Linked DNA regions of Mus musculus: region 1 is linked to region 2. Evidence: chromatin contacts called from public Hi-C data. All regions are on one chromosome and are shown on one strand. The core of a region is the stretch at or near the end of the contact, and the rest is flanking DNA. Distances in the headings are between cores, read along the strand shown.

The links. A called contact is a pair of places that touch in the nucleus more often than the background predicts.
Region 1: a Hi-C map of uterus shows a contact between it and region 2, with 4 times the contacts expected there. The contact joins the promoter of 4930487H11Rik here to the enhancer-like site in region 2. A contact is called at or near these places in 1 of 15 datasets of contacts at CTCF or cohesin (stem cell-derived epiblast-like cells), 8 of 484 Hi-C or Micro-C datasets (the N1E-115 cell line, cerebral cortex, cortical neurons and 4 more) and 2 of 115 datasets of contacts at active chromatin or transcription factors (astrocytes and stem cell-derived neural progenitor cells).

The regions. Positions count from the first base shown.
Region 1 is chr1:62,789,519-62,796,040 of GRCm38.p6, reverse strand. 4930487H11Rik (RIKEN cDNA 4930487H11 gene) reads left to right here and starts at 1,309. Exons shown (of 3, transcript NR_040601.1): 1 at 1,309-1,488; 2 at 1,570-1,645; 3 at 4,485-5,123. All of the region lies in intron 15 of Nrp2 (neuropilin 2), which reads right to left.
Region 2 is chr1:61,296,726-61,303,771 of GRCm38.p6, reverse strand. No RefSeq gene overlaps it. Among named protein-coding and RNA genes, the nearest start is that of 9530026F06Rik, 78 kb to the left of the region's middle. Within about 2 kb of position 5,576, at least 35 of the 459 cell types and tissues checked have an H3K27ac peak or open chromatin away from gene starts, as enhancers often do. A contact at or near this core is called in the N1E-115 cell line, astrocytes and uterus, where this site is marked.

The DNA of each region.
Region 1 (6,522 bases), core at 60-2,559, 1.5 Mb before region 2:
TGCAGTCTTTCTTGGGTTTTTTTTGGGGGGGCGCTGTTCCTGCTTCGGCCCTCAGCAGTGCGAGCCCCGCTCTTGCTCTAGCTTAATGGTTAGGGTGGGCTCGACCGCCAGAGGGGCCCCGTTGGTGTAGTGGGAGGTTTTGTAGGTGATGGAGTGATCGGTCTTCTTGGCCGCATAGCGGAACCGGTGGTAGTGGAGCACCAGGGCCAGGACGACGGAGGCCAGCACCAGCACGGCGCCCCCGGCCGCCATAACGTAATACCAGTAGGCTGGGATGGGCTGCACGGGCACCGTGTCCACTGTGGGCTCGGTCCCTGGCGGGAGGGTGCCCCCTGGGGGAGAGACACAGAGAGTGTTGCTAGGCTGAGAGCATGCGGACTCATAAAAAAAAATCAATTAAAAAAATAAAGAAAAAAAATAAAGAAAAGAAAGAGAGAAACACACATGCTTTGGGTCATACAGCAGGGATCCAGGGACTCAGGCGGTACTCGGCCTTCATATATACCAAGCCGTTTATTATCTGCAATCTCTTCGCTGGTCCCTTTATGCATCAGGTACTTTAACCCACTGTACAGATGAGGAAACAGGCTCACAGAGGTTCAATCGACAATTGCTGCTCACCTGGTAGTAAATATGTCTCAACCAAGAGTCCTACCCTTACATAGCTTTCTTTATTATTTAATCAGAATTACTTTACCATGTGTCAAAGCATTATAATTTTTTCTCTCATCTCTCTCTTCCTTTCTCTCTCTCTCTCTCTCTCTCTCTCTCTCACACACACACACACACACACACACATACACACACACACACACACACACTTCCACGCACACACACCACATACACACAATGATACTGCAGTATCTGCTGGAATTCAGATTGGTGAATTCTTCAAGTGGGTGGAAAAGCCATATTTGGTGTGGCTGGCCAGAATTCTCAACAATGTATTAATTAGGCTGGCTAGACTTGAAGGTAAATTCCACTTTGGTTTGCCAAGGTTTCTGTGCCCATTGAAATCAGCTTGGTCTTGTCTAAACAGGTCAATTACTACTGTCAAGCAATGACTAACCCGTCTTCATTTTTTTTTTAAACTGGATGGAGGATTTTAAAAGCAGATTGGATAAGGAGTTGCAGGGGGAAAAAAAGATATGAGCACAAAGCAATAAAGGAGTGTGAGAGCGAGGGACACCGAGCGAGGGAGCCTCATTCTTAACCGTGGAAAAGAGCGGGGAGAAGCTGGGGGTGGGGAGATTTAGGAGGCAACCGAGTTTACTGGCCAGCCTCTGGTTGCCATGGAGACGCTGTAGTAGAGTTTCGCTCAGGGTAACTCAGGGGAAAGACTGAATTGACTCCCACTCCATGCAAAACAGTGCTACAACTTGATTCTCCCAAGGATTTACATCAGATGAGAATCTGGCCCAGAAAGGGACTAAGGCGGTTTTGAGCTTGCCAAAGGCAGACATGATCTTTACTTCTGAAAAAGCCGATGTATGCTTAACCTATGAGAAATGCTTCTCGAGCTGCGGGCACCATGGGCGGATGGCTAAAACGTGCTTCCCTTACTTACAGGGTGTGCCGGAAGAGGGACAGATGAGCTGCCTATTCACAGCATCTGTTTGTGGACCCACCTTTGCTCACCACGCAGGCAGGGCCCCCGGCTACCTTTCTTCTCTCCACCCCCACACCCCCACCAGACTTAGAGCTCCTGAAGCAGAGGAAGCCAAGACTCAGCCTCCACCGAGGAGGACATGCAGTGAAGGTGCCCTGTAAATGCCTTATGAAGCAACTGCTGACCCGAGGCCCACACCCCCAGTTCTCAATTTCTCCCGACCCCACAGCCTGGTCCCCAGATAGCTGAGTAGTATGTCAGATCTCATGTCTCCTCAGAAGTGAGAGAAAAATGAGAGAATGTTTCTTAGAAAATCTGATGAAGCCTGCCCATCTTGCTAGTTCTGAATTACTGCTTCCGTCAATTTGGGGATCCCCTTCCGTCAGGGTGCAGTTTCACCTTGTAGACCACCAAAAGTCCTCCAGTGTTGGAAGAGCTTTGACCAAGACGAGTTGCTTAGCATACGACTTGATAACCACATCTGTATCTTTAGGATGAAAAAGACCCCATTATCCTAGGACTCCTAAAAGCTGTTTCTACTACTACCTTATCCTTTTCCAAAGACCCCATTATCCTAGGACTCCTAAAAGCTGTTTCTACTACTACCTTATCCTTTTCCGTGTGACTATATGGTCTTTTCCTTTCCGCTAAAGTGTTTTCATCCTCTTTTGTTTGTTATCTTGAGAAAGGTTTTCACTTTTTAGCAGAGGCCAGCCTGTAATTCACCATGTAGCTAGCCTTAAACAATCCCCCTGCCTCAGCCTCCCAAGTGGTGGGACTACAAGCATGAGCCACCACACCCAGCTCTAATTTCCATCTTTTAATTTTTTCATTTATCTTCTCCTCCCCCCCTCTCCTCTCTCTCTCTCTCTCTCTCTCTCTCTCTCTCTCTCTCTCTCTCCTCTCCTCTCTCTCTCTCTCTCTCTCTCTCTCTCTCTCTCTCTCTCTCTCTCTCTTTCTGTCTCTCTCATTGGTACTCAAATTGAGAAATTTACATACAAAAAAAAGGAGAGAGAGAGAAAGAAAGGAAACAAAGTATTGAAAATGGTTCCTTGAAGTGATCAGGTTGCAAGTCAGCTAATGTCAAGTCCTGATTCAGGTCACCCAGAGTGTCTGCTGCTTGGCAATCACCTTGCTACTGGGTTTTCATGGAGCTCTCAACGATGCTGTGAAATGCCTAAGCGCACAGGTGGTTCTAGAGTTCACCAGAGCCATCTTTTTTCTCCCATAAAGTGTTCCCTGGTTGTGCCTCTGACTCAGGTTTGCTGCTTTATGAGGACCATCCTCTAATGAGGTTACAGCTCGCCCATCAGAGAAAAGGCAGGTGGCAAACTAGGCAACAGAGCCCACTCTAAAGTGCCTGACCACAAAGATAGGAGCAGTTACAGCCACTTCTCTTGCCTCTGCCACCACCTGGCCTCAGTACAAAAGTTTCCAGCTCCAAGTGCTGGAGCTGGGGAGGGTGTTGCCCTGAAAGTGTTTCTGATGGTAGACATAACCTGGGTACACAGTTGGAAAATGCTCTGTCCTTTTGTAAGATGACAAATCATGATATAGGATTAGTATTCAGAATCAGATATGTGAGCCATCCTCTCCTCACCTCAGAGCTGTCCTGTGCCATGGAAGATAGATTCCACCGTATGCTGAAGATTCCCCCTTCCTACCAAAGAACAGACGTGGGCTGGACCTAGGCCTCCCTGCATATATGTAGCAGATGTGCAGCTTGGTCTTTGTGTGTCCTAAACAACTGGAGCAAGGGGATGTCCAAAAAGCTGTTGCTTGCCTGTGGGGTATGGTCTTTTAGCTGGGTGGCCTTGTCTGGCCTCAGTGGGAGAGAATGTGCCTGGCCCCACAGAGACTTGATGTGCCAGGGTGGGAGTACTCATGGAAACCCCACCTGCTCAGATGAGGAGAGAGGGGATGGGAGGAAGGATTGTGGGAGGGGCTGACTGGGAGGAGGCAGAGAGCATAATGTAAAGTGAATAAGAAAAAAAAAAAAAGAGACTCCTCTTTCCCACCAAAGCCCTCTTACCTAAAATTATCAACATGTACACCATGTGATAATTTGAATGACAAGAGATAATTTGTTTTGACCTCTTAAACATTTTCCTTGGATATGTGTTCCGGAAAAATGAGAAAACATACCATATAAATTTTGCTTTCAACAATGGAGTTAGAAAAGAGAGGCTATGACCAACAGTACCTTCCTTGTGTCCCAACAAGGAGTTTAGTGAAAGCTTGTAGGCATCAGAAGGTTCTCAGAACATTCCCCAGCTAGAGACGTGATTCTAACAGTCAGTGACTTGGAATCTGGAGCTGCCACAGCCTTGAAAGGTTCTGTGCTCATTAGGCTGTGGTTTGCCAGTTACAGAAAAGGAAGGTAATAAATCAAGCAGAGTTAAATCTCTACTCAAAACATCTTTCCAGCAACGGTAGAAATCCAATAAATGCCAGATGGATGGATGAGTAGACAGATGGATAGATGGGCAGATGGACAGACTGACAGAGAGACATAGATAGAGTGGTATGGGAATGCCAATGTTCAGACTCCCAGGGAAATGCTGATTTCCCACTAGACCTCACAGAAAAGCTCTCAGAAGGTACTAGAAGTGCTTCCCACTCACAGTGCCCCATGGGAAAGCAGAAAAAGATGCTTGGGCCCACAGGGAACTGGGTTTCAGTCTTATCCACCCCACGACTCCTATGGTGTGACCAGCCTATATCTTCATAAATAAAGAGTCCTGGGCTAGCTACACCAATCTGTGAGCAAACATTGTAGATGAGACATCAGCCTTGCCCAGAGCGTCAGTGCCTGTCCCAACATTCACTTGTCTTATACCACTCGCTCACAAATCTTTTCTTTCTTTCTTTTCAGTTGGAAACAAAATGTTTTCAATTCCTCAACCATTTTTTATTAATTTCCACCCCCCCAATTCTCCACAAAGTTTTCTCATTGTTTGAGATAATGAGAAACAGATACTTAAATAGTCAATAACTCCAAGTGCGTTTGCAAGGTTGAGCAGGCTGCCATCTGCAAAAGTTCTGAACTCCCCAGAGAAGAGAAATGTGAAGGCTAAGAATTTGGGATTCCAGAAAGAAATTCTGAGAAGTCACACATGGGAAAAGTGAAAAGAAGTTACCTGTTATGGAGTGAGACTGCTCTGCCTGTTTATGTCTATAAACACTGTCACCGGCTTAGTAAATAATTAGGGATGTGGCTGTAAGAACATCGACAACAGCAGACATTTCCAGCGTGTCAGCCCTTGGTTTGCTGCTCTACGTGAATGTCTTTATTTTCCATGAGTTTTAAGTGGGGAATGTGAAGACCTAAGAGGATGAGCACTTTGAAAACTAAGGAAGAGAGCAAAGTAACACAGGGGGAAATCCAGGGCTCTCTGAAGAATCGCTTACTGCTGCTGAGTGACTGAGCCAGGCTTGAAGCCAGACACACAAAATCCTCAGCTAGCTGCAGCCCACTGTCCATTTTTATAAATAAAGTTTTATTTGAACACTCCCATTTGTTTCCGCACCACTTGGGGGTTGCCTTTGTGCTTCATTGGCGGGGCAGAGTGCTTGCCAGAAAGGCTGTATGTGCTCCAAAGCCTGGGATATTTATTATCTGGTCTTTCATAGCACAGCTATGCAGATTTTCCTCAAACCAAGTAAGGCAGGAACAGAAAGCTGCCTTTTCTCCCTTCTGCCTCCTACTCTGCCTGAACCTGTCAGAGAATTGGCATAATGCAGATTCACCATGAAAGAAAAAAAAAAAAAAAAAGCAATCGTCTCTCACAGCTATGTTCATGAAATGTCACTGGGACCTGGAAGAGCTACCCAGCATCCCCCCAAGGAATGGTATGAAAGGCACCAAGGGTGGGTTTCCTCTCTGGACCTAAGAGCTGTTTTATACTGTGGGTGTGGGGGGCTTTTCTGTGCCAGCTGAGAACAGGCATAGCAGAAGGGACAGTTCAGGCGAGCCGTTTGTTTCATCTGTGGGATTATAAAAACATGAGAAAAAGCTTGGATCCACTAGAAAAGTATATGGAAGCTAGTGGAAGAACTCCAGGCCTCCGGTGCTCTTTAAGGGATGCTAAAATTTAAAGTATCCCTGAGAAAAGGTTTTTCCATTTGTTGGACAAGCAAGTATGCAGAGGTAGGCTCATTGGAGGTTTGCAGTGAGCCTACAGGAACGTTGGGGACTCCCCACTCTCTCTCCCCCACCCCATCTATCTAAAATGCCTCAACATTCAACCCCTTACTGCCTGAAGCAGCAACTTCTCCTCTTCTAGAACTTAGGCTTAAAACTGAGGCTTGCCAGGCTGCGTTGTTAGAGAGAGATGCTGGGGAGAAACGCTTTTTGCTGCCCTTTGACAGACTGTCCTGGCAGCTGCTTAGATGCCCTAGCGGGGAGGGGGATGTGCCAGGCTTCTGTGTCAGAAGAGGCTGAGTATGCAAGCAAACTTCACAAACAGTGCCTCCGTGTCCTGTGGGCAGAGATGGTGGTCAAGCAGCACACAGTGGTTCCACACATCTCTCCCTGTCCTCCACTCTGCAACACCTAGCCTCAGGTAGGCAGCTGGGGATGAGGGTGGGGCATCGGGGAAGATTCTCACATCACTGGTGCCTATCTGGAGCCCTGGAGGCTTTGGGGGTTTAGGGTGCGTCTCTAACTTCATCTGAGACGTATGTGCATGAACTAACTCTGCTTCCTCAGCGAGACAGCACTGTAGAGTAAAGGGAAGCTGATGAGAAAGATACACTGATGGGGCCCATCCAGTCCTGTACCCAGGGACGGGGTGTCTTACTGGCATGCAAAGTTTTGGAGTGGAAGGCAGGTTGTGAGAGTGACAGTGGTGGTGGAAAAGAGATGTGAGTAGAAATGGCAGATTGGCCCGTAGGACCCAAATAAATTAACT
Region 2 (7,046 bases), core at 4,327-6,826:
TTTAGGGATACCTCTGATACCTCAGAAGCGTTAGGGGATCAGTCACATTAGTCTGAGTTTGCCATCTTCAGGAGGATAAAATCTTCTCAGTGATTCCTCTCCCTAATCCTCACCTCTAGTATACAGGAATCTCTGTCTTCAGAACTGGAGGGGAAAGAAGAAGAGATGCTGCTGGAAAAGGAGGAAGAGGAGGAAAGAAATATTGGCTGCAAAGGGGAGGAAAAAAATCAGTTTTCTTTGGGGTATGGAGCCTGAGAAGTTGACCATGATCATGTGGAGGGCCCCACACTCATGTCCATAGTGGTTGCACTAATTAGACACCATGTGTTATAAAAAAGAAGAAAGAGAAAGAAGACCATGAAGTAGAGAGGAGGACAAGAGAGGCAGTTCTTGAAAGGGGCAGTGCAGGAGGAGCTCGAGGAGGAGGGAGGTCATGGAGGTGGCTATGATGGAAATACACTGTATGGGTGAAATCCTCAAATAATCAATTAAAATATTATAATGTTTACATGAAAAAGGAGGACCAATAGTGCTTTCAGGGAGAGAACATCAGACTCAGGCATAAGGAGAATCAGAAAGGACAGAGAAAACATCAGAGGAGTTTAGTGGGGTGAGAAGAAATAATACTTTGGCTTCGCATCGCCATGTACCAAACTATTTACTCTCATCTCCCTGACTTTATCAGCAACGCTTGGACCACTAACAGTGATGGAGGATGGGGAATGGCCAAGGGGCTCATTCCCAGGCTCTTGATACTGGCTGGGAGTGAGCAGATGAGCAGGCAGCAGCCTCCCGGGGCTGCCATGTGGTAGGCCTGGCTTCATGAAGAACCCTTTGTTCTTCCTCTCAGTAGCCAATACAGTTGCTCTGTGTTTTATTTTCAATTAAATTTCTACTAATCCCAAACTACAGCAACACATAGCTGCTGGCACACCCCCTCCCTTCTGAAAACAACATGGTCTGTACAGAGACCTTTCATTGTACAAGCCTCGCCTTGTACACGCTATAAAAGACGCATATGCCACCGGTTTGCCGACAAGTACTTTCAAAAAGGTGCTTAATGGGCCCCTGGACCCCGAGCTTCCAAGGCGGCCTGTGAATAGAGCCTCTTGTTAGGGTGGTTGCTATAGCAAGCCCTTGTTTTTAATTCAATTGCACAGTAAATAATACTTTATCCACAGTGGGAAACAAATGGTCACTATAAATTGCCTACCCTTCATTTGGTCAAAAAGAGGCATTTGTGCTTTGAGAGATAGAGCAGAGCACCTGCGTCCTCAGCTTATTTAGACTTCCACCATTTTCCCACCTGGTGAGCTATTGAGGCTTAGTGAGTTGTAAATACATGGATCACCCTGAAAATCAGATTTATTAACATTAAAACAACATTTTAAACAAACACCTCCCTGTTTGTTTGTATTGGAGTCTAAAGTTTGACTTTCTACTCATTCACAGATACACCCCACCCCCACCCCCAACCCCCTCCCAAACTCTACATTCCGTGACACTGAAGAGCCGGAGAAAACACTACAGCACCAAGGAATAGAAAATGTGGTTTGGTGAGCTTCTACACCCCACGATAAATAGTTGACAGCTTTGGGAATATCCGATTGTTCTGGAAACATGGAAAAAGGGGGAGTGATCTGAAAGAAATCAGAGGGGTGACACAAAGGGGGTACTCCTGGTAACTCACAGCTGGGGGGTGGTCAGGAATTATACGCTGCTGAGGACTGAAGAGAAAAGGAGCATAGAGGTTAATAAAACGGGGACATACTCTTCTCTCCAGACAGGGTGAGGTGAAAATTACCTATCACCTGCTGGACTGGATGTGCGAACAGGCCAGTAACCGAGTGTGTGGCGGGGACTATGCTGTACCGGATAAGCAGTCTTAAAGCAAGCTCTCCAACAGGCTTCCGGGCAGAGTAGCGTCTTGCGGCAGCCTCATCCTCATTAGAGGACAACAGCTGTTTCTTGCTATAATTAGCTCACAGTTCAATAGTTAGCTCCAGTCTCTTACACCTGTATCGCACACAACAGGGAGATTGCAGAAGCACATGTTGTTGTTTTTTTCTTCAATCACCTCCACTTACACACGTTGTTAAGCATCTAATAGAAAACAGCGTCCCTTCCCTAGTTCCTTCCCTCCTTGGATCACTTTTAAAAGCGAGTTGGGAAAATCTGGGTTTTCTTTATGGGCCCCAGTTCCCATTTCCAATCTCACCCCCCATGCTCCATAGACCTCCTGAATTAAAGAGGGTCTCCAGCGTTGTCAACTAACCCACCAAGCATCAGGCCATAAAATCTTATGTTCAGCCACCTGCGGGATGATGGAGGGAAGAAGAAACTGAATGGAGCAAGGGGTGGGGGTCAGGGCCGATCCAGCTGGCCGCTGAAGATGGCTTCCACAGAATTCTTTGCGGGGTGGAAGGGTGCAGAATCTCGGGTCATTTCCTGCCAGGTCTGAGCCGCATGTGGGGAGGACCTCCATAATCACGCTGTCTCACAGTTCCATTAGTGTCAGAACTCATTAGGAGACCAATCCACTCGGCAGCAGTGGGCATACAAAAGAAAGAGCCGGCCAAAAAGTCTACAGACTGACTGTTCTGTAGTTGTTAGAACAGTGGTGGGGGCGGGCAGGGGAGAAGGATTGTAAAATTCCCGGCTGGGTAATTAGAGTCAGCAGGGAGGCAATGGCAGGCCTCTTTTTTTCTCTCCTGGTGGTTTTAAAAGATTGGCTAGGGTGAGGGGTGGGGAGGGAGGGGGGGGACTGGTGGATTAGGGGGTGCTTTTTTTCTAGGGTGAGGCCATGGGTGCCTGTCATCATTCGTAAGGGAAAATGGTCATCCATTTGCACCTCATTTCTGAGTGAAGCTGAGGAGACAGACTCATTGTGACTGAGATCTGGTTAGAGCACCGAGAAGCCAGTGAGGTGGTTAGTTGCCCTGAGTGTGCTTAGCTAAAAGCAAATGAGCAGGCAACCTGACAGTCTGTTAGGTGGATAGAGGCAGATTCATGTTGCCTGTGCATTGGGCAAGGGATCGGAGCAAGGCTGTGGAGGTGTGAAAGGATATAGCAGCATTGTTTTCTGGAACAACTACCTTGGGCTTTCCAGAGTGTCTTTCACAAAGTCAATAAGGTCAATAAGGGTTACACAACAAATTGGCTCAGCTCGTATGTCAAACTGTAATGGTAGGCTGGGAAGATGACTCAGTCAGTAAAGCGCTTGCAAGATGGTGCTATTGTCTAGCCCAAGTATCTCTGGCTTTCCAGGATGACATGCTGACTTTCTTCAAGTTCAACGGCAGTGATTTAGGCAAAATAGACACAAAACAGCTGTCTCTGGCTGCCGCGCTTCTCTTTCATGCCGGTGCTGTCAAATACAAAAGCTTACCCAACCAAAAGAGAATGTAGACGTTTAGTAACTGAAGAGTAATCTATACGCAATGAAATCCGCTCATCTGAAGTGTGTAATCGATGGATTTTGACAAATACGTGCCTTTGAGGACCCACATTCAATCCTTAAAACCCACTTTAAAAAAATATTTTTTTTAAATAAAGCCCGCCACGGCTAGTAACCGTTACAAGCTTGCACTTGTAACCCCAGTGCAGGAGAGGCATCGAAAGAAGGATTTCTGGGGCTCACTAGCCAGCCTGCTTAGCCTACTTGGAAAATTGCAGGCCATCGAAAGCCCTCATCCCCTCCCTCTGTCCAAAAGGGTAGATAACACGTGAGGAGCAACATTTGACATTGTTCTCTGATTTCCACCATGTGTACCCCACACGTATGCATACGTAAACACATGAACAAGGGCACTTGCACACATAAACATGAAGACATGTTGCTGCCCTGCTTGACTGAACCTGACTTTAACAGGTCTGCCATGTTCTTTGGGCTTCATACATGAACAAGACAGAAACCCAGCAGCAGCACTTTTGGAATCTGAGGGGATGTGCACCTTGGAGAAGCCAGGTGGCTGCTTTGTTATCCCGTGCTGGCTGGCTCAATGTAGGTCATCATTCAAACTTTATTATTATTAAGAAAGAAAGAAAGAAAGAAAGAAAGAAAGAAACCATTTTAAGCATCAGTTTTGAAGCCAGAGCTTCGTTTTCATGAACACCTGAAACCAAACAGACTGTGCATGTGGTCTGTGCTGTTCCGTTTCCCCTGTTTCCTTTGTTTAAAGTCTTGACCTTAACTTTGCTATTATGCATTTTGGGATTTCTGGAGCCCAACTTTACCCAGAGGGAAAACAAGGAAACAAATAAGCTTAAAAATATGTTTTCTGACCTAACCCTACATCCCAAGGTCACTACTGAAACACATCATATTGAAAATCTGCAAGGTCTTAGGGCCAACCCCATGGGAAAATCAGAAAAACTAGAAGCTGTGAAGGACACAGATCTGCTGAATATATTAAGCTTGTGTGTGTGTGTGTGTGTGTGTGTGTGTGTGTGTTTCTAGTCCTCTAAGGTAAATTTATACCATCCATACAGATGCACTCTTTTCTATTTATTATTCCCAATTGGGCAATGGAGGTTAATGTCGTGCAAAGGAGAAAAAAAATCAAGAGTTTGACAGCACTCCCTCAATTTTATTTTAAAGCAACACAAAGAAAATGAAAGCTTGTTCTTTGGGGCCAGCATTTCTCCCTCCCCAATTCCACCCAGACTGGATCATCTTAAATCTGATTTGGGATTTGAGCGTTATTTGGATTAGCTCATTAGTGGAGCACCATTCTGACAAGCCACTAATCTGAGGCACTGGTGCACGGCACCATGACAGTATTATGCCGAAAATGAGAAATCTAATGAGATTAGACAGGTCCTTGTGCAAATGGTCTGACGGTACTTTGTATGGCAGTCCATGAGCTTGGGAATGCAGGAACGTGGGCAGATTGAGGCATCAGACTCCCTTGATCTATGACAGGGCCGCTCTAGAGCCCACAGGTGAAATCTATTGAAAGTCAGCAGTGATGCACCATTTCTGAGCAAGGTCCGGGAACTTCAAGCAATGATCCAGATTAAAAAGTGATAAATACACACAGGGATGACAGTGGGGATGGAGGTATTAGCTACTGGAGAGTTTTTGGGGTGAGATTCTGATATGTTCTGGTGTCTGTGGAGCAGAAATAGGCACAAACAGAAGCAGCCACAGGGCAAGAATAACTGGAGGCTGGAACCAGCCACTGATGCATTCCAAAGTTGCTTACCCAGTACCAGCAAGAAAACCCCATCACTGTCTTCCCTGCTGTTAGAGTGATTTTCTCTCCTTCCTTCACTTGCAATTTTAGTCATTTTTAAGCTAAACAGAACATGCTGGCTCCCTTTTGCTTAGAAGGGGCCTGTTGCTGAGATCAGAAAATGCTAGACTACAATAATGCATGATTTATAACGTCCAGATGTGGCTAAGGGGCAGCAGACAGCACACAGTGGACGGGGACTTGGTGCCTCCCCCATCTCTTTCCCTCCTTGTTCTCTCAAAGAGGAAAACAGAAGTTTCCATGGCATTTTCTTGCCTGTAAGTGGAAAATCAAGCTATTAACAGAGGCCTGGAGTTGTCCCCCTGGGAGATAGCTTTTTTCATATTGTGCTACTCTGCCACCTAATGGTGACTTTTAGTATTCTGTGAAAGGCCTGCCTGTTAGTAGATGCTCCTTAGTTAAAAAAATCTTCCTTGCGCCAAATGGAAAAGTCAGTGTCAGGCATTCTGTCAAAGGTCGTCAAAATGAACAGGCATGAAGCATAAGAAAATACACCTTTCTTTCATGTTAGTAACATGCCAAGCCAGTAACAGGCGTCTTTCATATTTTTTCCCACCAGACAATGAATGGTTGTTCAGTGACTGGTTGTTTAGATATGGAAGTCTAGATATATTTAGTTTAGATATAAAAAATTTACTGTTAAACTGTGTATGAATGAATTCAAGACAGAACTGGGTTCTATTCAGTTTTTTCACTTTACCAAGAGTGTCCAGGGACTTGGAGTTGATGGTCTTTCTGAAACTAGAGCATGAGGCATTTAGTTTTCTCTCTGTCTGAGGAGTCTTCGCCAAGAGTAGAAGAGGGCCTGGACTGGTATTAAATAAACACCAAGGATTCTAGTCCCAAGATGAGGTAAAGGGAAGAACACAAACAGCTTCCTGCTGTCACAGAATCTTAAGAATTTCTAAAGCAGATGGAAGGATGGTGGAGAGCAGGTGGGGGAAGGGAAACCTGTACCTGAGCAGGGCGTTGTCCCAAACATTTTAACCTTCACAGGCAGAACAAAGGGATGTTCAAAATAGTCTCCTGAGTACAAAGATCTAAAAAAGCTGGGTTCTCAGAATCTCTGGGAGATGACTGAGAATAGGGTGTATCAATAGAACAACCGAGGAGAGAGAGAGAGAGAGAGAGAGAGAGAGAGAGAGAGAGAGAGAGAGATGGCGGTGGGGTGGAGAGCGAGAACAGTTCACCCAATAATCAGGTCTGTGAGTAGCAATGAATAAGAGGTTTTCAAGCCTTTCTACAGTATCCATTACGATTTTTATTATTTTATTTTGCCTTTTCTTCTCAAGATTCCCGAAAAGCCTTTGCCATGCAGCTGTAACCAAGCAGTCATCTATTATTTCACTTAAACACACACCAAAAGAGGTGATGTTGATTAATCAAAGTAGAAGCAGCAGACACGCTTTGGAAACAAAAACCTCAGTGCTTCAAAGGCAATGCCCATTGGCCATCAGGAGCTCTGTTGCCAGGGAGATGGTTACCAAGCATAGGTGCCCCCAGAGCAGCTGCATTTATGGAGGTGTGGCCCTGGACAGCTTATTGGTACTCTCTGGATGGATGTCACGAGTGAAGGCTTTTCAAATATTTAATTTTTCCCGTGTGTGTTGGCAAGAAGGGACTGGGCTATGTGACTGCTTTTCAAAGACAAGATTAAAGAAAGAGGAGGAGAGGCATTGGAAGAACCAGAGAATGTGATCAAATAGACTGAAAACAGAATGCGAAGAGAGAGGGAGAGACTCGGTCAGTGGCAGAAACCCAGAGATAGTACAGCCCCGTAGACCCGAA